3 separate regions of the Gossypium hirsutum genome follow, and all the other regions are linked to region 3. Evidence: chromatin contacts called from public Hi-C data. All regions are on one chromosome and are shown on one strand. The core of a region is the stretch at or near the end of the contact, and the rest is flanking DNA. Distances in the headings are between cores, read along the strand shown.

Region 1 (2,804 bases), core at 192-2,691, 190 kb after region 3:
AGTAATATTTATTACTAAGAGGCGTGGCTATCTAAGAAAAGTTGTGTTTGTATAAACAAACTTGAAGTTTCCTATAAGACTCAAATCACTTGGATGGATGACAAAGACATATAAAAAAGATATAAAAACAAATTTTCATTCTATTTTCCTCCATCTTATAATATTCATTGATTGCTCTATAAAAAATATTTTTATACATTAGTTAATGTTTAATGTACTATTTTCGTTAATGCAAAACATAGATAATCATTGGATTTATTTATATCTTAAGATTTATTTGTCTAGAATTCTTTTACACACCAACATATACATGGAGACAAATAGAACCTTAAAAAAGTTGCATACCTTAAAACTTTCATTTAATTTCTCATAATTTTAAGCTTCCATTTTCATAAATTTATGATAAACTAAAAACAAAAAGAAAAGATGCGTCTGTTCATTTTCTATCGCAAATTATAGTACTATGAAGATGGTTAAAGACGATAAGGGTAACATTGAGATTAGTGATCTTGTTAACTTTTTATTTTGAAGAAATCTTTGTACAAAGAAAAGATACATTGAATTTGTTATTCTACTATTGTTGCATGAATTGGATTTCAATGGTTATGCTTATTGACTTTCATTTATCGTTAATGAAATACCATAAATATTTAAAAAGATTCCAAAAAATAAAAAAATAAAAATGTTTTTTTCTTATATACATTTTGTATACCATGCAATTCCTTTGTTATATAAAAAATATAAAATTTGCCTATTGAAATGCTCAAAATGAATTCCTTTGTTATAGTAGAGCTGCCAATTTTTTGGACAGTGAAATCATGCAAGAGCAGAAAACCTGAAGCTGAAACATTGAAAATAGCATCTGAGACATCAGTTGAGTTGGAGAAATGAAGGCGTATCAGGTAAGTGCCATTAGTATTGATTTTGAACTCATAAAAAGGCTGCTTCCCAAAAACTCTTGCAGTTTGATACAGAGGTGGTGTTTCTGATGCCTGCCTATTGTCTGTGACAAAGCTGTTTTGTTTCGTAAATGAAACATCAGAATTCGAGTCACTGACAAGGGTCTGGGAACTGACATTTACAGCGATATTTGATCCACAGTTGATGAAATACTTGTCTGGAAGCGTGTATTTTGAAGAAGGCAACTGATATGAGAAGAAAATGACAAGATAAAGAAAAAGGCTTAAAGACTCATGGTGTTTATCCCACTGAAACTTTCCCATTGATTTGTAGTTTTTTCTTAAACTTTGTTTCTTCAAAACAATTTCATTCTATGAATCAATGATTCCTATTGAAGGATTAAAGATAAGTCAACAGGGAGCCTGAATTCGTTTATGAACCAAAACAGGCTCAGAGAAAATTCTAAGCTGTGTTGCATTGGGAAATGCCTTAAATGCCCTTGTAATTATAGACTTTGTTCATTCAGTAGAGGACAATTCTGGCTTTACAGGCATTTACCTGGTCAATGGAAACAGTGTGATGCTGATGTAAGCTTAAATGTATATAAAGACGACTTGTCTTCTTGCAATCTAGTCATATCAAAACTATATTCTTTTAATATTCTTTCAATAATTTATACTTATAGTTGTAACCTTCCAATCACCATTTCAAGAACCATTTGGTAGAAATTAACCTACTATTAGATTGATATAGAAACTAAAAGCAAGATCACTCATGAGAAATTACTTTGTATTATTGCAGTGAAACATGTACATTGATGGAGTTCCCATTGTCCTACACCACTGAAATTCTTCCAAAAAAATGGGGTTTCTCCTTTAAACCAGTGGAGATTATCTAGAATCACCAATCCTCAATTCTGTGAATACTTCACTAGCAGTTACATCTGAAGTATCATCAAATACTAGAGTAGTGTTGTCTTCATCAACAGCTGGAAAGCTATTGGACGATAATCGATGGAGAACAGACATCGAAAATTCCAATGAAGCATTGGTTATACTATCTTCAAGTGGGCCTCTGTTGATTGGAGTAAGCTGAAGCTGTAATGCATATTCCAAGTCCCACAAAACATCACGCATGATTGGCCTTTCACTACCATATGCCTTCAAACACTTCTCTGTTGTTTCAGCAAACCTCCTAAATGAGTTGGGATTAATAGTATCCACTAGCATTGGATCAATAATATTCTCAAGTTGACCTTTCCTCAGCCAATGCATTCCCCATTCAGCTAAGTTCACTTCCTCCCTCCTACTCGAGTTGATGACCACTGGCCTAGCACAAAGGACTTCTAGGAGTACAACTCCGAAAGAATACACATCGGATTTTTCTGTCAACTGTAGAGACATAAAATATTCAGGGTCAAGATAACCAAAGGTTCCTTTTACATCGACGCTTTGTTCTACATCAGGAATGCCTGATTTTGAAAGACCGAAATCAGCAACTTTGGCCACAAGCTGTTCATCAAGCAAGATGTTTGTTGACTTAACATCACGGTGAATGATTCCTTCAGCTGCACCTGTGTGCAAGTAATTAAGGCCTTTAGCTGCACCGATGCAAATTTCTAGTCTTTGCTTCCAAGATAATTCAGAACGTGCACTGTATGATTTCTCAAAATCGACTGTTGAATAATAGAGATGATCTCTAAGAGTTCCTTTCTCCATGAATTCATAGACCAGTATCATTTCAAATATTTCATCACAATATCCGATTAAGGAAACAAGATGACGGTGGCGAATTTGAGATAAGACCACTATCTCGGTTTGGAACTCTAGAAGGCCTTGGCCATGTCCTGGTTCACTCCTTTTCACAGCCACTTTCATGCCACGAAACATTCCTTGATAGACTTT
Region 2 (2,909 bases), core at 87-2,586, 160 kb after region 3:
AAAAATAGATTGAGGTATGATATAAGATAGTTAGGGGCAAAGTTAGGGGAGCTAGCATGGGCCCGGCCCCCTTAAAATATAAATTTATTCTTTTGGCCTTTAAATTTTTTTCAAAATGTTAAATTAGTAAAGGTAAAATTTCACTTTGTCCCTCTAAAATTATAAAAATTCAATTTAATCCTTTACAAATTATAAAGATTTAAACTATAAAAAATTAAAATTTTATCCGGCCCCCCTAACAATTTGTTCTGGCTTCGCCCCTGCTTGTATGGTTCGATTTTCAACATTAGTGAACTTCTTCTTCTATGCCCGTGGTTTTTCTTGAAAAGGTTTTCCGTGTAAAATTTGTTTGTTTTGTTTTTCTTTTCTTATTTGATTCGCAATCGTGTCTATTGTCATTATCAATGTTAATTTTAACAAAAATATATTTTGATAAAAAAATCCTTTCAAATTTTTATTTTAATAGTTAGCAATAATTTAACTTATAAATATTAAAAAATAATAAACTAAATTGAAAATTCTATTTAATGAAATAAAAAACGAAAAAGAAAAATGGAATACATATATTGCAAAAGAAAAAAATAAGTAATAACGATTTTTATTTAATTTTAATATTATATAATTATTTATTTATTAAATATTAAATTAAAATATAAAAAATATTTTTATTAATTTTTTTCTTCAAATTCTTTCAAATTAAAATTGAATAGTAAAATTGAATAAAACAATTTAACTTCAATGGCAAATTCAATTAAATAAAAATAAAGCACAAAATCCAATATAGAATTAAAATATAATGACAAATTTATCTCTTATTTATAAGGATAATGTCAAATATCATTAAAGTGAAATATAGGGATAAGTTTTAATTTCCATTTAAAGTATAATGAGAAATTTACATATTAACTCATTTTTTAATAAAAAATTCAAATTTTTTAATTTGTTGAAATTTTAAATTTCAATTTTAATTTTACTTGATATAGAATTGATTTAATTAATCTATTCAATGAAGATATGAATTAATTATAGGGTTAAATATAAAATTAGTATTTAAACTTTTCCATTTCTCCTAGACTGGTAATTATAGTTTTTATTTGTTCTAAATTGGTACTCGAACTTCTTTTCCATCAACTAAATCAATACCTGAGCCTAACCGGTGTTAAGTCTAGGACACATGGCAGAATAATATTTTGATACATTGTATAAATGACGTTGATGGTGATGTCATAATCTAAAAAATTAAAAAAAAATCTTTTGACTTTTCTCCCCGAATTTAAGCTCCGTTTGTTTGGGGGTAAAAGCTTTTCTGGAAAATATTTTCGTCATTTTTCACTGTTTATTTGGTGGAAAATAAACTCCCACTGTAAATGCTTTTCCAAAACACGAAAAAATCACCTCTTTTTTTGGGAAAATGTCTTACACTTTTTTTTCGGTAAGACATTTTCCAAAACATGGGAAAACTCTTTCTCCCCGTCCCCTTCCCCTTCCCCTTCCCCTTGGGTTGCAAATCAGTGCCATTGCCAGGTACCCTACCCATTTTTATCTCTTCGATCATTCTGATTTTTGTTATCTATCTATCTTTTTTTTCAATCTCTTAGTAAATTTCCCAGGTACCCTACCCCCCGCCCTAAATTTCTCAGGAGCTGCGCGATTTTGAAGAACGATGATGAGAAAGTTTGGTCAAGGACCAATGCTAGGGTCGGTGTTAAAGATGTCGACAGTACGGTTTCGGGTTTGAGCCAAAACTTGAGTTTGTACGTACAATTTTCGGCTCCGGTGAAGCAAGGATCGAAGCCTTGCAAAGAGGAAGAGGAGAAGCAGGATTACATGAATATGGGTTACGCTATTCGAACCTTGAGAGAGGAGTTCCCGGACATCTTCTACAGAGAGCTCATTTTTTATATTTACAGGTTCGGATTCGATTTTCTTGCATTTGATTTCTTTGAAATGGAGTAAATAATTAAGAATTCTGTAAAATAAATTCAATTTTTCAAAGTTTTCCTTGTTCATCTGATGATTTTGGATTCTCATCATTAAATTCAAAAAAAAAGAAAAAAAGAGAGAAAGGTGATGACTTTGTTTGAATAACGCGTACTAATTCATTCCAAGCTTATATTTTTGATGTAATTAGATGTTTTTGAATATTGGTCTTTTGTTTGAATGTTGATTGTTTCTGTGTGTGTGTATAAGGAAGAAAGTATTGGCTCTTAGCTTAGAACATAAAGAACTCTGTTATAGTATCCATGTTTGATTTGTTTTACAAATTGATGGATGGCAAAGATCGTTTTGTTAAGGGCAAGGTGTGCACTCTACGCGTCCGAACCCTTGTATTGACTAAGGCACGAAGCGCTAAAGAAAAGAACTTTTGCTCGAGTGAAATAAGGTGCAACAAGCATTGTGTGTGCATTTTTGTATATCTATTAGTCTCGATGAGTATGTGCTTATGTATATTATAAGCTTAAGATTTATACTTATGATAATAAACTCAGAAAGTTGGTCAAATTTGTTTAGTGAACAAGCTAAATTTTCTTTTAATTTTGTTGGCCGGTGTGCATGATTTGTTTTGGTCCTGTGCCTGTCGTCGTATACTCAAATACTGAGAAGAATCCCTTTTCAAAATAGTTTTTCTTTTTTGTGTGTGTGTTGCCTTACAAAAGTGCATGCCTAGGGGTGCCGAGCTTGTACCTACTGAATGCGCCTGGCTTGAAGGGGTTTCAGGTGCTTTTGCTTTTTATGCTAAGGCGCAAAGCCTAGGTGCTTGTCTTAACAATACTGGATAAAGTTATGCCGTATGTGCATAAATAGCATATGCCACTAGGTTGATGCATGCTGCTGCCTTCCTCATGTAAATAGATTATGGGTTTTTCTATGTGACACCTATGAGATCCACTTTTGCCTTTCCAAACTAC
Region 3 (2,864 bases), core at 114-2,613:
TATCGGCACCCCATCGTCGGTGCATGGCAAGAAACAAGCTTGCTCTGCCTTCACTCGCGCTTCTCCTTCCCTCAGATGGCTCGAAACACTTTTACCCACTCTCTTTAGCATCGCTATTGATGCTGGGTTGCCTACTATTTGCTCTGGATCATCTGGCACCTCTTCCTCTGCTGACATCCCACATATATAAACTTCCCCTACCATTCCAAATCACGCTTACTTATATAACTACAACTATCATAACATTGCTATGCAAATTTTAAAAAAAAAAAATTCACAGTCGTACTTACCGTTTGGGCGAGGGTAAACTTCGGGGTCCATGGCTTTGCCGCCCTGCGGATGAAAGCTAAGAAAGAGGGCATGGGGCGTTATGGCACCAGGGTCTTTCGGCTCCAAAACAATACTATGGGCCTTAAGCCCAGAAACTCCGAACATTGAAGCTAACATCTCAAACTTTCCAGTCTAAGGCCCAAGTGATAGAACGACCGAGTCCGACTCAATAACTCGTCCCTCTTCGAGTACAACCGATCCAACTCGCCATTCCTCAACATGTAGCTGCTCCAGTTTCCCAATCACCACCTCAACACCATATTTCTTGACGGCTGTGTTTAACAGAGTTCTTGTGAATAATTGAGGATGTACTTGGGCTGTCGTTTGCGTCGTCTCGATTGTTCTAGGCCCACGTATCGGCCCATCGACCCATGATGGGATCGTAGAGTCACCGGACGACTTGGAACCGGACGGAGAAGAAGGCCCTGATTCAGTTACTGTAATGCTAAGACTGGTCAAGGGCCGATACCCGTACAAGTCAGGGCCGTTGAGTTCTTCGGAGAGTGAACGGTGGAGATTAAAGCTAGCACGCGCGAGTGACTCGACAGGACCACCGTCGCACCAGTCTAGGGCGAGGAACCCGCCTGCTTTTCCGGAAGCAGCACAAGCTACTGAAGATTTTTCAATGAGAGTGACGGCTGCGCCTTTCTTGGCAAGGAAATAAGCCGTGCAAACGCCAATTATGCCTCCCCCGCAGACCACCACGCGCTTTTTCGATTCAGGTTGTTGCCGGTCATCCATTGGTTGCGATAAAGACAATAAGCAGCGGATGGAAGTGGCGGTTATGACGAGGTCGGGGAGTGTTGGATATTTTCGGATTGGTCGGAAGAGCGAGGCTATGGATAGCAGCGATGCTGATGATATGACCGCCATGATATCTAACCGATTGCCTTTTGTAGGAAAGTTGTAGTTTGAAGACACGTGTTATTTAGAATCAATTTCTGGGCGTAACGGAGCTAGGAGGAATGTAACCAGTTTTCGTTGGACAAATGGAAATGGGTCAGATATTCGATAGTCGATTCCACAGTTGCATCAAAATGGATTCAGTCCACTAAATCTGTAGCCCATGTAACTTCCACTTTCTGGCCATAGGTGGGTTGCCCTAACGCAAAAAATAATAATATCCAACAAAACAGCAAATTTTAGCATCTAATAGCCATGAGGTTTAATTCCAAATATTTAGGTCTAATGATACTTTCACCTCATTTCAAATTTAATCATTTAAGTATTTACTTTTCTTACTCTTTTGATTTAATAATTGAAATACAATTAAATTATATAATATTTCTAAAATAAAAATTTACTCACAAGCCAAATAAGTAAATAAAAATATTAAATTTGGAGTTGTAAGGATAGGAGAGGTAAGTTTAGAGAAATTCCAATTTAATAGAAATCTTTTGACACGATTGATTTGATTACAACAGTTGCAAAGGTGGATTAAAAAGCAAAATTAGAGAGAAAGATTGGAATGTTGGTATTGTTTATAAAGGATAATTAGGTAATTTAGTTCACAATCAGAAACTTAAGATTCAAGTATGAGAAGGTAATGAAATTATGGGAAAGTTGGATGCATGTATGTATGTGGAATGAGAGGGAGCAGAGCCCGACGACCACTAATTCCACTTAATTAACATTAATTATGCAATTGTTGGCATATTTTCATGTAATAATTACTTTTTAATTATTTCAAATAATTGTAGGTCGAATGTGGGATTACACTGAAAAATGACCTAACATATATCAACAACTATCTTCTCATTCTAATCATCAGTCTATAACATTATTATCAATTCGGTCTTTTATACACTTATGCAACTTTAATCCCTTTCAAATGTTGACACTTCAATTTTTTTTTATTAAATAAACTTTCTTTTCACCCTCGTTAAAAGTTGAATTATCAATTTAATTTATCTCCGCACCATCACATAATTTCTACTTTTCCCTACATATACTACTTATTTTTTATTTTTTTAAAGTTTAATATTACATTTGGTATCTGAACTTAACATTTTTTTTCTAATTTGATACTTAAACCTTTTTTTTTGTCCAACTTGATATATAAACTTGTCGAATGTTATACAATTACTCCAATATACTCCAATATTTTTATGAGATAACAAAAATAATCAATAAATGACTAACATGAGACAAATGACATTGAATTTTTCTTTTTTTATATTTTAAATGTTCAATTATTTGTATTTTTTTAAAATTTAACATTATGATTTTTTTTATTTTAGGTAATCTCTTGTTTTCTTCTTTAATATCAATTCATTAAGCATAGTTAAAAATACAATATTTTAACATGAACTTTCTTTGAAATAGACGATATTTTTCTAGAATTGAAGACTTTGTGAAGATTATGCCATGTTTTAAGCATACAGTTCCTCTTGAGTCATTCTTACCATTAACAGTCAAAATATTTTCAACACAAAAAAAAAGTAGAATTTGAGCATAATGTTTAGCAAAAAGAAGGAAACTTCAAATTTTTATCATTTTTACTATTAAATTCTATTTCATCTATCCCATGTGAT

What was found. A called contact is a pair of places that touch in the nucleus more often than the background predicts.
Region 1: a contact with region 3 is called in a Hi-C map of leaf, with 2.5 times the contacts expected there. The contact joins the enhancer-like site here to the promoter of LOC107944655 in region 3. A contact is called at or near these places in 3 of 34 Hi-C or Micro-C datasets (all in leaf).
Region 2: a contact with region 3 is called in a Hi-C map of leaf, with 5 times the contacts expected there. The contact joins the promoter of LOC107900457 here to the promoter of LOC107944655 in region 3. A contact is called at or near these places in 9 of 34 Hi-C or Micro-C datasets (callus, fibers and leaf).

What each region holds. Positions count from the first base shown.
Region 1 is chrA11:65,513,463-65,516,266 of Gossypium_hirsutum_v2.1, reverse strand. It overlaps the pseudogene LOC107900419. Among protein-coding and RNA genes, the nearest start is that of LOC107900432, 7.2 kb to the left of the region's middle. Within about 2 kb of position 1,441, at least 6 of the 9 cell types and tissues checked have an H3K27ac peak or open chromatin away from gene starts, as enhancers often do. A contact at or near this core is called in leaf, where this site is marked.
Region 2 is chrA11:65,547,868-65,550,776 of Gossypium_hirsutum_v2.1, reverse strand. It overlaps LOC107900457, which reads left to right and starts at 1,336. Exons shown (of 3, transcript XM_041081874.1): 1 at 1,336-1,524; 2 at 1,641-1,910. The coding sequence starts at 1,412.
Region 3 is chrA11:65,707,636-65,710,499 of Gossypium_hirsutum_v2.1, reverse strand. LOC107944655 (putative oxidoreductase TDA3) reads right to left here and starts at 1,363. Exons shown (of 2, transcript XR_005905115.1): 1 at 291-1,363; 2 at 1-197.